2 separate regions of the Lactuca sativa genome follow, and region 1 is linked to region 2. A link is a contact called in public Hi-C data. All regions are on one chromosome and are shown on one strand. The core of a region is the stretch at or near the end of the contact, and the rest is flanking DNA. Distances in the headings are between cores, read along the strand shown.

Region 1 (6,808 bases), core at 2,189-4,688, 170 kb before region 2:
TATATATATATATATATCCTTATTTACAAAAAAACACAATGAAAAAAAAATTTAACTCAAACGAAATTTGTATGTGAAATTTACGAATAATCAAAGTTAAGTTTTTTTTTTTTTTTTTTCACCTATTAATTTACTTTACAGCTAGACTTTCTAATATCTAAATTTTAAGTGTAATATATCAATGGAAAATTGTTATTACAAAGAACACAATGATAAAAAGATCAGCTCAGATAAAATTCTTATGAAAGAATCATAAAGGTTCAAAGTATGAAAAAAAAATATAACAAACTTCAAAAATATACATTTTGGCAATGGCCCAACTGCAAATGATTATTTTTAGTATTTGTCATTTTGTGGTTATTTTATGATAAAAACTTAATAAAAATGACTATTCTCTTCATTTTCTCTTAGCTAAATGGTTGATGTCATATTTAGTTATTTAACGTCTAGTTTTATTTTCATTTTGTCATTTATTTTGTTTTAAATTTTAAAAATCACTTAATTTACCAAAATGATCACTATAAAAGATAACAACAGTTTTCATATAATATTTTAATTATTTAAGTTCATTGATTAAATTTTTTAGCTACTTAAGGTCGCTAAACCTTTTTAATGAGGACGAATTTTTGTAATATGCATTCTTTTTTATATTATTTTTCAATTCATTTTCACGACTTTATTTTTATTTCGTTTTACATGTTTTCACAGTTTATTTATAACTTTATTCTTTACAAGTTTTTTTTTTCACATTTCATTTTATAATTTAATTTTTATTTTGTTTTTTCTTGTTTTGTTTTACTTTGTTTTTATGTTTTTGTCAAATTTATTTTTATATGTTTTTGCACAATATATTTTTATAACTTCGTTAATTAGGTGCCAAGTAACTAAACTATCGAATTATTGGTCACAGTGATAAACTGATAATATTAATATTATTTGTTTCCCATTAATCCAGAGACGTTGCATAATTATCTTTTTGCAATCTTCATATCGAGTGTAGATCTTCCTATCCAGTAGTAATGCAATTATCAAGAAAACAAAGATACAACAATCATGTGATGGATCGACATAAAAGATAACATAGTTAATTCTTAGGTAAAAAGAAAACAAAAAAAAAAAAATTAGAAACTACCTTAAGTATCATAAACATGAACAATCCAAATATCACAATAACATATGAACAACACACATAAACTATTATTTCAAAAAACTAATATAAAGATTCATAAGATTTAAGATAAAATATAAGCACAATGGGCAACAACATTAGGGGGAAATCATCCAAATCGGTCTCTTGGGAGAGATCGGGCAACAATGTAAATTCAGGCGACCATGACATCAGGGGTAAAATTGTCCAGATTTGATCTCCGATTGGAAGAGACTTCTAGTTACGTTTCAATCTATAAGTTGTATCTTTCACAAAAATTTGACCATAACATTATTGAACAGGTGTACCAATCTCAAGGGTAAATTGGTTAAATTTGTGCAAAGATATAAGAATGTCATATCTAACTACTTTATAAAAGTCCATCATCAAAGCTCCTCATCAAGGGTAAATAGGTCAGAAAAGAGACCAAGTTTAGAACGACGTATATAACTTCCTCCACCAAAAAATCCATCAACAACATCTCAATAATTTAGCATAAATATCAACTTCGAAAACACTAAACAACACCACGAATTACAACAAAATATACTACCCCAAGTAAAATATATAATCTAATACCCGAACAAAACGAATTACAACGAAGAACGAGAACAAAAAAAAGGAACAAACAATAACATCAACGAGAATCAAATACTAATGAGATCGAAAAGAAAGATACCCAACAATAACAAGATCGAAACCAAAAATTACGATGAATAATAATGGAAAGAGAATTGTGATGAACAGCTTGATCTGCGATAATCGTGTCTTCTATGATCATCAAATTGAATGAAAGAAGACATATGGCAAAATCATTTTTATTTATTAGGGTAAAATTAACGTAAGCATTCTTTTATCATTATCACCGATCCTTTTGGAAAGTTTTTTTTATAATTAATTAATTTATCTTAATATATATTCCATAACATCTATTATAAAACTTCATCATCCGAATTTGTCATTTTCTTACACAAACGTCAAAAATTTAAAATAAAATGTTAAACGCCGAAGCTAAATATTTAATTTTTTTTTCAGATTTGTTTTTCCGGAAACATTAAAAATGATAATTTCTTATGTATATAATTATAAAACTACAAAAAATATAAATAATTAAGAATTAATATTTTTAATCAAACATTAAAATGAAAATATTATTTATTAAAAGAAATTAGGTTCTTGATAAAGTAACAAAGATTTAAAGTTTAACTGTAACTACTAATTAGGAAACAAAATAAAATATCATTGATTAAATAAGACATTACTTGTATTAATTAAAACAAACTAAAAAAATCAATTAATTTATATAGAATGTATGAATTATTCAACCAAAAAATCTATAATCCTGATAATAAAAACTTAATTTTTAGGTCGATTTTCTATATATCCGAATTCTCTCACACACACACAAATAATAATAATAAATACACCATAACAACTAACATAATCATCCATATAACTAACTATCATACCACAAGTCCACAACTACTAACACAGATCTAATAATTTCTACGAATCAAACTCATCACCAAAATATTTCCATTTACATCGGGAAGTTCCTCTTAATGCAATTAACATTAAGATCCTACAACAATCTCATACATAAATTTTTGCATGGATCAAGTTCATTATTGCTTAAACATAAGATTTTAGATTTGCTATAATATATAATACCATAGTGATCACTATTCCAAATGGATCATTGACATGATAATGGCGATAAATAAAAGTAGTCTACTCAATCATTGGTTGAAAATCACATAAACAGATTCAAGATATAAATCCAGAATTATGTCTCGATCGATCAAGATTGTAGATTCTTATTCACAAACTGATTATCATATACGGTTGTCTACAATCATATACAGTTATCTACAATACGTAATCATATGCATCTATATATGATCAGAATCCTAAAGGAAACACAAATGAACCACAAAACCTGACACACTGGAAGCTAATCGGAGAACAGAATGCTTGAGGAGGACGCCGTCGTTGCTACCATTGTTGTGAACATGAGTATGGTGATGATGATGAGTACCTACATACACCGGAATAAAATCAGTGCCTCCACCTGCGTGAGCGTGACCACCTCCTCTGCCGCCGCGACCTCCTCCTCCGCCTATATGACCTCCTTCTCCGCCAGCATGACCTCCTCCTCCGCCAAAATGGCCTCCTCCTCCGCCAAAATGACCTCCACCACCGCTGTGACCTCCTCCGCCACCTCCGCGCTTATTGACAGAAACGAAACTGAGCTTCTTTACCAAAGACTTGAAATCTAATTTGACCTCCATGTTTGACTGTTTCTAAGATTTCCCTCGAAGAGTATTGTGAATTAGCCATGGGTGTATAGAAACTATGGAGGTGGCTAGAGGTTTGTTTGATAAACATACTGATGTGAGAGAAGATGATACTGAGTCACACTTTCTAGTTTCTAGATGATTCCTAGGCCCAACCCAATGGGTGGGGCAAGGTGGACAATGGTCCAAGGCCCATAAAATTTAGGGCCCAATTTTAAAACCATTATTATTTTCCTATTTATATATACCTCATTTTTATTTGTAAACATATATACGTTTATGAGTAATATGTATGATTACTTACTTACTAAAGCCCTTGTTTCTTATAATATGAACTTAAGAACACACCTACTTTCTGCAAATTCTTTCCTAATTTGTTCTTTTTTTATTATCTTTTTTAGGTTTTATATAAGAATGTACTTAAATAAATACACAATAAAATACAAGTGTTCAAATTTATCATTGGCATATGTATTTCAAAATTTACTTAAAATTTGTCAAAATTAGTTTACATATAATTTTTTTTTCACATAACCATAATAAATTTGTAGTACAGACAGTAAAAAACTTAGGTATCTGATTCATAATAGTAAATTCTTTATAGATTTAAATTAAATTTAGTGGTCATATAAATTCTTTGTAATTGATGGGCCCTTATTTTATTTTCGTAATAGGCCAAAAATATATTTGGGCTGACCTTGATAATTTCCATTGTTATTGCCTAAATGTTAGAATTTAATGGAATCAAAATTAGGTCAAGGGATGGATTGGGCCCACGTGAATGGACCTTCCCATGTATTTGGGACTTGAACCATAAAATTCATTACATGGAGTGATATGTATTAATCTAGTTTAATCAAATATGTGCTCCAAGAAATTTATACGTTAAGGGATGTTGTCGATAAGAATGTGATTATGTGAATTGAAGTTTTGATAATTCCTAGATGTGTTGTGATTATTCCAACCATACCATATATGTCATGTTTGAGATTTAGTTGAGCATTTACTAGGGCGGACGCAAGATTTTGCAGTATGGGTCGTACGGTAGTAGAAGAAATAAAATTTTCGAAATTTTTTTCACTGCGGCCATAAAAGTTAGGGATTGTCGGTGCCACCATGGACCACCCTTAGGTCCGCCCCTAGCATTCACCAGACCCTACGTTTTTGCAATGGCTGTTAAAGCCTTCTAACACCAAGTTTGTTACGATATTTCTTGGATGGAAAACCTTCTTGAATAATAATAAATGCAATTCTTTCATATTATATATATATATATATATATATATATATATATATATATATATATATATATATATATATATTGACATTTGTTTTGATATGATGTTTGAGATACTATGATTTATATTTTTATGAGAAGATTTTGATAACTATAGTTTTATTTAATAATTTAAAACGAAAATTTTTTGTTATGATTTTTGGGATGTTACACCCCTTATGTTGTGTAACGACCATAAAATTTCAACTAATTTAAACTTTTTCAAAAACAACCCAGTTTCATGAAGTTATTACAAAAAGATTTTCAATACAATTATTATCAGAGTCTTCTCAGAACCACATCATAAAACATAAACATGAGGAGCGGTACGATCACGCCTTTGCATTGCCACGGTCTCCTGAGGAACCTGAAAAATATTAAACCACAACTGTAAGCCCAAAAGCTTAGTGAGATATCCCCAAAATACCACCCACATATACCATACATGCATAACATGTCATGACATAACAGAACACAGAACAGCCATGCACTTCGGGTCTACTGGGTGACTGGTCCGCCGCACCGGCCTTCAGTCCACCTAGTCCACCCTCCGAGACTAACCACATACATCGAGTCTACAGTGTGATTGGTCCGCCCGCACCGAGCCTTCAATCCACCTGGTCCACTCCCTGAGTCTACAGTATGTCTGGTCCGCCCGCACTGGGCCTTTAGTCGGCCTAGTCCACTCTCCGAGCCTCAGCACATCTGGTCCGCCCTCTTTGGGGCCTACAGCCTATCCGGACCGCTCGCTGGGCCTTCGGGATAACCGGTCCGCCCTGGGTATGTTGTCCTACAGCACAAAGCAGGTCCCGCCTCAATCCAACCCCAGTCCAAACAACCATGTGCACATAAACATTCAAACATATAACAATTCGCATCCAATCAAACCGATCTAGCAGATCACAAAGTATAATATCGTCCTAACCAGGATACCGACCTAACCGGTCACTAGCATGACATGACATCATCCTATATACCAGGATTCCGACCTTAACCAGGTCTCTAACATATACCATCCTAACTATCAGGATGCAACATAACAAAGCAATAACATAACAACGATACCCAGATCACAATCCGATAAAGGGTCGGCCTTGGTGTCGTAGGCCCTGTTGATATAGTGAGGATAACTCACCTCGCAACTGCCGACTGAACAGATAAACCCAAGATGCTCCGACCACTGATACGATCTCCACCACTGGCCAACACCAAAACACTGAACTCAAAACAAATGCCAACAATTACCAAAATGCCCCTGGAAATCAACTGGTCAACCCTTGGTCAAAGTCAAAGTCAAAGTCAACCCCTGACTGACTCTACTCGCCGAGTCAACCCGATGACTCGCCGAGTCCCCATGCACAAAACTTCCCCAATCCGCGACTCAACTTGCCGAGTCACCCCGAGACTCGCCGAGTCCAACAACTCTGAGTCCTTTCACACTCGACTCACCGAGTCATACCTTGACTCAACGATTCACAGCTCAACCAGAAGAAAGGTTAGGACCTCACGACTAGACTCGCCGAGTCCAAGGCTATCTGCAACCAACTCGCCGAGTTGTTCTTCCAACTCGCCGAGTTCCTGCCTATCTTCATCCAACTCGCCGAGTTGTTCTTCCAACTCGTCGAGTTTCAGTCTATCTTCAAAGAACTCGCCGAGTACACCCTTGTGACTCGCCGAGTACCCCTAGATTTGAAACCATACAGAGGCTTTCCAATCCATGCAAAAGCTCTAAACCATAGATCTACTCTTCTACAAGCCATCCATCACGTAAAATGGCAAACTTTACGTGGATCCAAAGAGAGCTAGGCATTTTACACTCTAGGGCTAGGGTTTGGGACAAAAGAACTTCACCAACAACTCTTGAGCATAGACTTTATGGCTTTCTGGATCATTAACAACCTAGATCTGAGGTAGCAACCTTAGATCTTACACCAAACTTGAGATGGACCTCATTTATGCCCCCCCCCCCCCCCCAAATGATAGATTTAGATGCACAAAAGCTCAAACAATAGATTATTACCTCAAATGAAGGCTCCCACCGATGAATGAACCAATTCTCTGCAAAGCCCCTTGCTCCACTCTTCTTGC
Region 2 (6,304 bases), core at 2,394-4,893:
TTAATGATTTTTATATCATTGTAATCTTTATTCCTCCAAAATTATTATTTGACGATGATCGGTCATCATAGACCGCATTTTCGTGAAAAAACACTGGTGTGACAGAAAAATCCTTGGTAAATGAAAATATGAATAAGATGAGGTCGCCTTCTTGTTTTGTGATTCTGGATTTTCTGTCCGTTGTATGATTGTGTGAAAAAATAGAGGTATGACGGTAAAAACCCTAAGAATCCACAGTAATATGATGAAGGGGGTTTCTACCGGAAGGGTGAGGAGATGATTCCAAGTGTTGGAAATGAGTTCGTTGTTTTATGCGATCAACACCAAAATTACTAATCTTGGAGGCAAGCAATCCTTTCTTCATCTTCTGGTATTTATCCATATAACCCACCATGAATTAGACAACGATTCAGCATTAATGTTCATCGTCGGGGAAGAGAACAACACAGAGAAAGCTCGATGGTGGAATGACGCAGATGAAGCTCGATGGTGGCGTAAAGGAAGATAAGTCCATCATGGATCAAATTCACGAAAAATTCATGATATTGAGACCAAATTCATCAGAAACTTTTGATTTTGGACATTCCATAAAAGTTGGAAACTTTTTAGACCCCATTCAAAGTTTTTTTGCAAACCATAAGTACCGGTTTGTAATTTTGTCTAAAAATAAAGAACCTGCCTAACCACCTATTATTTTATTAGTGACGTTGGTACATTTAAAAATATTCATTTATATATTATTATATTAATTATTATCTTAAGTATTTGTTATAGATAAAATATTACTATTTTCAAAGATGAAAAGAACATAGTCACAAACTATATCCATTTCCTTGTTTATTACAAAATCATTGATGACAAAATGAATCAATTGAAGATCTTTTGAAGACTAGGTCGAATGACAACTAACGACTTAAATAATTAATTACTCAATCATTGAAATCAAGTTACAACCAATAAAATATTCAGAAATACCAAGGCCATTATCTATCATTTCATATTTTCTGCTCTAGTGATTTCATAATAATAATAATAATAATAATAATAATAATAATAATAATAATAATATTAAAAATAAATAAAATAAACACCTAGTTTACTATATATTAGTACATTAACCCTTTACCTATTTTGGCTTTTTTTTTTCTCTACTTAATCTTAACTCTTCTTATTTTTAAATTGATAAATATCGCTTAAAATTGATTAATATCATGTTTTTATGAAATATAAGAGTAAAATGCAGTTCATACATAGTAGAAAAGAAAAATACACGCACAACATATATCCAAACTCGTTCCCAATTCGGTCACTTTACACCTTTTTTTACACGTACAAAATTTTAACCGAAAAAAAAAAGAAAAAAAAAGCAAAAATATATTATATAAATGTAGGGGGTTACGTCATATCCATGTCAATTCGAAGTCAAAACTTTCTGTAATATTCAAGCTTTGCCAATTTAATTAGAGTAGGTATTAATTAATGTATTAGGTCCGTAATGAAAGGACGATTACATACATTAAGCGTAGAAAATAGTTTTTACTTTTTAGAGAAAATATGGACAAAGTCTTCTGTTAGAAAGAGAACAATAAAAAAAAGAAGATAATACTAATGTTTTAACTTTGAAGCTTGTGTTAAAGAGAAAAGTATTATTGGGCCAAGTATGTGAAGTGGACCAAATATCAACGAAGGTTTTTGTCACTACAGGTATACACGTGGGCCGGATATCCATATTCTATTTTGGATCTTTTATAGATAAAACGGATCTTCTCATATAAGATTTCTGATAATCCAATTCGGATTTTTTGCTGGAAATTATCGGATTTCGGATAATTTGGTGGATAGGATTCAAATGTTGGATGGAAGTTATAGAATTTTTACGGAAAAAATTTTGGCGTTTAGATTTTTCAAGGTATCTCATTCAAATCAGATCATATTATCTAAACTGAAAATAGAAAAACATAATGAATCTAATTTTAGATTCTTGAAAAAACCGATTTTGTTTGTGTACCTCAACTCTAGAGTGGGGTCAGGACGGTATATTTTGCCTAGCCCTAGCCCTAGCCCAAAACCAATTAAAAAAATATTGGTTAAAAAAGTCGTATCTAGTTATGGGATATTGACATGAGACTCTGATTATTTAGAATCACTTAAAAAGTTTGGTTTCGTGATTATATGTGCAAGTTGTTCTAAAAAAAGTCTGGTTTCATAATTTTTTTTCTTTCATCTACTCAATTTCTAAATAAAACAACTATCTAGTCATTAGACTAGATTTTTGGCAAATATTTTACCATTTTATACATCTTGGATATGTATAAATCGGGAAGAGATTTTGATCGAACTACAAAAAAATAATAATAAATAACTCTAATATTATATTACTCCCATTGTTCTCAATTTTCATATTTCAGTGTTCTCCGGTCTCAAATTTTGTGTTATTGGATTACATACTCGTATTATGGTCTCATAACCTTTATATGTATCATATTTTTTATTACATACTCGTATAATGGCCTCAAATTTTGTGTTATTGGATCACATACTCGAAGTAGCTAAACTAAGGTTGTAAAACCAATCAACATGTTAAATGTCTGATTTTCTCAACTTAGTCGATCCATAAAAAGGTTGTTCCTAAAACTCCAAATGACCCAAAAAGTAAAATAATTATCACATCAAAACATTTTTTGTACAACATTTAAATTAAAGTTGTTCGCCCAAAGAATCCAATCTGAAATGGAATTAAAAGGCTTGTTGAGATCCCACCATTTACCAATATGGTTCAACACATAAATGATGTGTTCATACTCCTAATACAAAGGGGACAAAACATGAAGTCCACATAAATCCATTTGTCAACAAGATTCTACATCGTAGGCACTTCATCCAAACCCAAATGCCAACCCAAGATGTTCAACTTTATTGGAACAAAATTATTCCATCAAGCCTATACAACGTGACTCCCCAAAGTACCATTATCTAACAAATATCTCATGGAAGAAACCATGAAAGACCATGTCCAACTAAGCTTCCACACCCATCATTCACTTTACGTGTATAAATATTTTAGTGACACAAGTTAAAATTAATAAATATTTTAGTGACTTTTTACATGTATTTACTTGTGTTGCTGATTTCTTACAACTAGTAATCGATCACAAACCAAGTTTGATCTTATGAAATTAGGAAATTATATGGGATAAAACTTTGTTATGTGTATGTGTATTAGTGACCTTTGAACCCTACGAATCACATCATATTTGGATAAGAATTTTTTATCCAACGTAAAAGAGAGAGAAAACAGAAGTTGAGTTCAAGCTGTAAAGTATTCTATTTATTTCATCTTCATATGCTGTAAAGTGAGATTAGACTCCTACAAATCGCATCATATTTGTCCCCCATGCTTTTCACTTTTCACAAAAATCTTTTGCACACCGGTTTTTTCCATTCAAAAAGTTACATATCATCAAAACACTTTTCGTATAGATTTATACAAGGGATTTTTGCTTTTCCATCTTTCTTTAACTTCAACAAGACACAATGCCTAGGGATACATCACTCATTTTATCGTCATACAGTCATTACTTTAAGAAGGATTCCTTTCAATTTTATTTTTAGAAAACTCTGTTGATGCCTACAGAAGAAAAGACATCAAGGATAATGCAATTACAACGCAAAAACCATTAAAAATGAGTCCCAGTTTCACAGTACGCCGCGTTCTCAACTTCTCTTTAACGTTTTTTTGTTTTTGAGATTTTAAGAAAGGAAAACAAAGAGATTTATTACAGAGAAAAAGATGGGTTTTGGTTATAACAAAAGTATTCCTCCTATTTACCCCTTCAATTATTAACTATATAATATAAATAAAACAAGAGCAATATAAAACCAAAAGAAAAAAAAGCAGTTCCATCTTTCCATGCCTTGTTTATAAATATAGCACCATTCATCACTTCCACATCTTCAACTCACTTCTCTTCCATGAATCTAAGTCCAAGTTCACAAAGAGTACAATAGAAATACCATTCCTCGTTTTCATAAAAATCTATCACTTTGGAATAAAAAAAAAATGAGGCTTCTCGATCTATGCTTACTTGTTCTATCCACCATCACAAGTGTTAATGCATGGTCTAACGCCCACGCCACCTTCTATGGTGGTCACGACGCATCCGGCACAATGGGTAAGAACATCAACAGTTCTACACAGTCCAACCCAGTTGAACCCAACACTGTTTGGCTCAGCTGGGTTGACATGTTTTTCGCAATTTGATTTTGGTAATTTTTCACAGGGGGAGCTTGTGGGTACGGAAATCTATATAGTCAAGGATACGGTACAACCACAGCTGCACTAAGTACAAGTCTCTTCAACAACGGTCTCACATGCGGCGCGTGTTTCGAGATCAAGTGTTTTAACGACCAAAAATGGTGCCACCCGGGATCAATCATTGTCACGGCTACAAACTTTTGCCCACCAAACAACGCGCTTCCTAACAACAATGGTGGTTGGTGTAATCCACCCTTGCATCACTTTGACCTCGCTCAACCTATCTTCAACCACATTGCTCGAGAAAAAGCCGGGATAATACCAGTTCAATATAGAAGGTAAGACTGTCTGCATCTAGCCTCCCCTCCAATACAGACTAAGGGGTTGTTTGATAAAACTGAAACATTCAGTGAAAATGATTCTAATGGAGATTTTGTCATACACATTGAATGTTGATCGATTCAGAGGTTTTCAAACAACTCCTAACGTTTTTTTGTAAATTTTTGCAGAGTTGCTTGTAGAAAGAGAGGTGGGATTAGGTTCACGATTAATGGTCACTCGTATTTTAACTTGGTGCTTGTGACCAATGTGGGTGGAGCGGGTGATGTCATCTCGGTGTCTGTAAGGGGGTCGAAAGGTGGGGCCACATGGCAAAAGATGAGTCGTAATTGGGGTCAAAATTGGCAGAGTAATAGTTACCTTAATGGTCAAACTCTATCGTTTAAAGTTACAACGAGTGATGGCAAAACCGTAATTTCTAACAATGTTGCACCTGTGAACTGGTCATTTGGGCAAACCTACACAGGAAGACAGTTTTAGCATCCTAATTCCTAACTCAAGATTCTACTCTTTGGTTGTTTATGTTACTAATTGGTTGATAGTTTTTTATAGTGATAATGATCCAATTTCATGGGCTCTTTTTAAAAAGCCCAGATTGGATGCCTAAAGTATACTACAAATTCTTAAAGATTGTTAGTAGTATGATTTGAAAACCAACAAGGGTTGGTATTTAGTATGTGTATTTCTTAGTGAACTAGTAGTTGTGTGTGTTGTAATCATGCTCAATATTGGAATGAGTGTGGTGCTAAAGACTGATCCATTATTGGTTTTAACTTTTGAGCATATCATTTGAGGGTTTTTTTTCAAATTGTCTCCTATAAGTTCAATAATGCTTTAAAAAGATTGTTTATTGTGATAAAATGATTAAAGGAGAAGTTTTCCAGATGGGACTTAAAAACCCATATATTACAATACTTAACTGAGAAATATGTATATTACTTCAGTATAAAAGACATGCGAATCTAATCATCTACAAAAGATTATGAATTTATGTTGCATCAGATTGCATCAAAGAGAGACAACATACAGCAACACCGGAGATCTAGAGGGAGGGCCAGCTTCAACCACCAACAGCCGCATTACTCCGATCAGATTTTGAATTTCAGGCTTTATTCCACAATCTAACAATCAAGCAAGAATCGTCTCTGGATCAAAGCAAACACAATTAAGAATATAAATATAAATAACATATATATGACTACTTCACTGAGAAAAACAGCATTTTGATGTAGAAAATCATAGTTTACTTTTAGAAGCAAGGGGATTTAATTTGAATATCAACTACAAGTAAAATCCTAAATTGCCGAAAAAAATCGATCGATTTCGAAAAAAATCAGGGGCTTTAATTTGTAGAGACTAAAAACGAATGCATAAATCAACTTAACAAAGAAAAATAATTTGTTTTGGTTAGCCCGCGCGGCCATCATCGCCCCGATTATAATCGAATTTATGGCTCCGGAAGCGGGCAGTCTTCATCGCGGATGACCGGAGGAACTAAGGAAGAGAATAGCGACTAGGCGAACTGAGAAGAACATGACGGAGCCTCCTGCAACCTTTAAACACCAGAAGATGTCGTGGATGGGTGACAATATCCGCCATGTTTCTCCGATACGAGTATCACCATCGCCGCCGTAGTTCCATCCCGGTACCGCTCGGATAAGATCAAGTAGTGTTAAACCCTAGCTTTAGGGTTTTGTTCTCATTTTATAC

The links. Hi-C and Micro-C count contacts between places; a contact is called where the count stands out from the background.
Region 1: a Hi-C map of seed shows a contact between it and region 2, with 7 times the contacts expected there. The contact joins the promoter of LOC111918488 here to the promoter of LOC111918502 in region 2. A contact is called at or near these places in 3 of 4 Hi-C or Micro-C datasets (leaf and seed).

The regions. Positions count from the first base shown.
Region 1 is chr1:75,319,020-75,325,827 of Lsat_Salinas_v11, reverse strand. LOC111918488 (dormancy-associated protein 2-like) reads right to left here and starts at 3,438. Exons shown (of 2, transcript XM_023914147.1): 1 at 3,087-3,438; 2 at 2,983-2,996. The coding sequence starts at 3,438. The coding sequence ends at 2,983.
Region 2 is chr1:75,147,945-75,154,248 of Lsat_Salinas_v11, reverse strand. LOC111918502 (expansin-A15) reads left to right here and starts at 3,643. Exons shown (of 3, transcript XM_023914162.3): 1 at 3,643-4,172; 2 at 4,281-4,593; 3 at 4,765-5,739. The coding sequence starts at 4,061. The coding sequence ends at 5,074.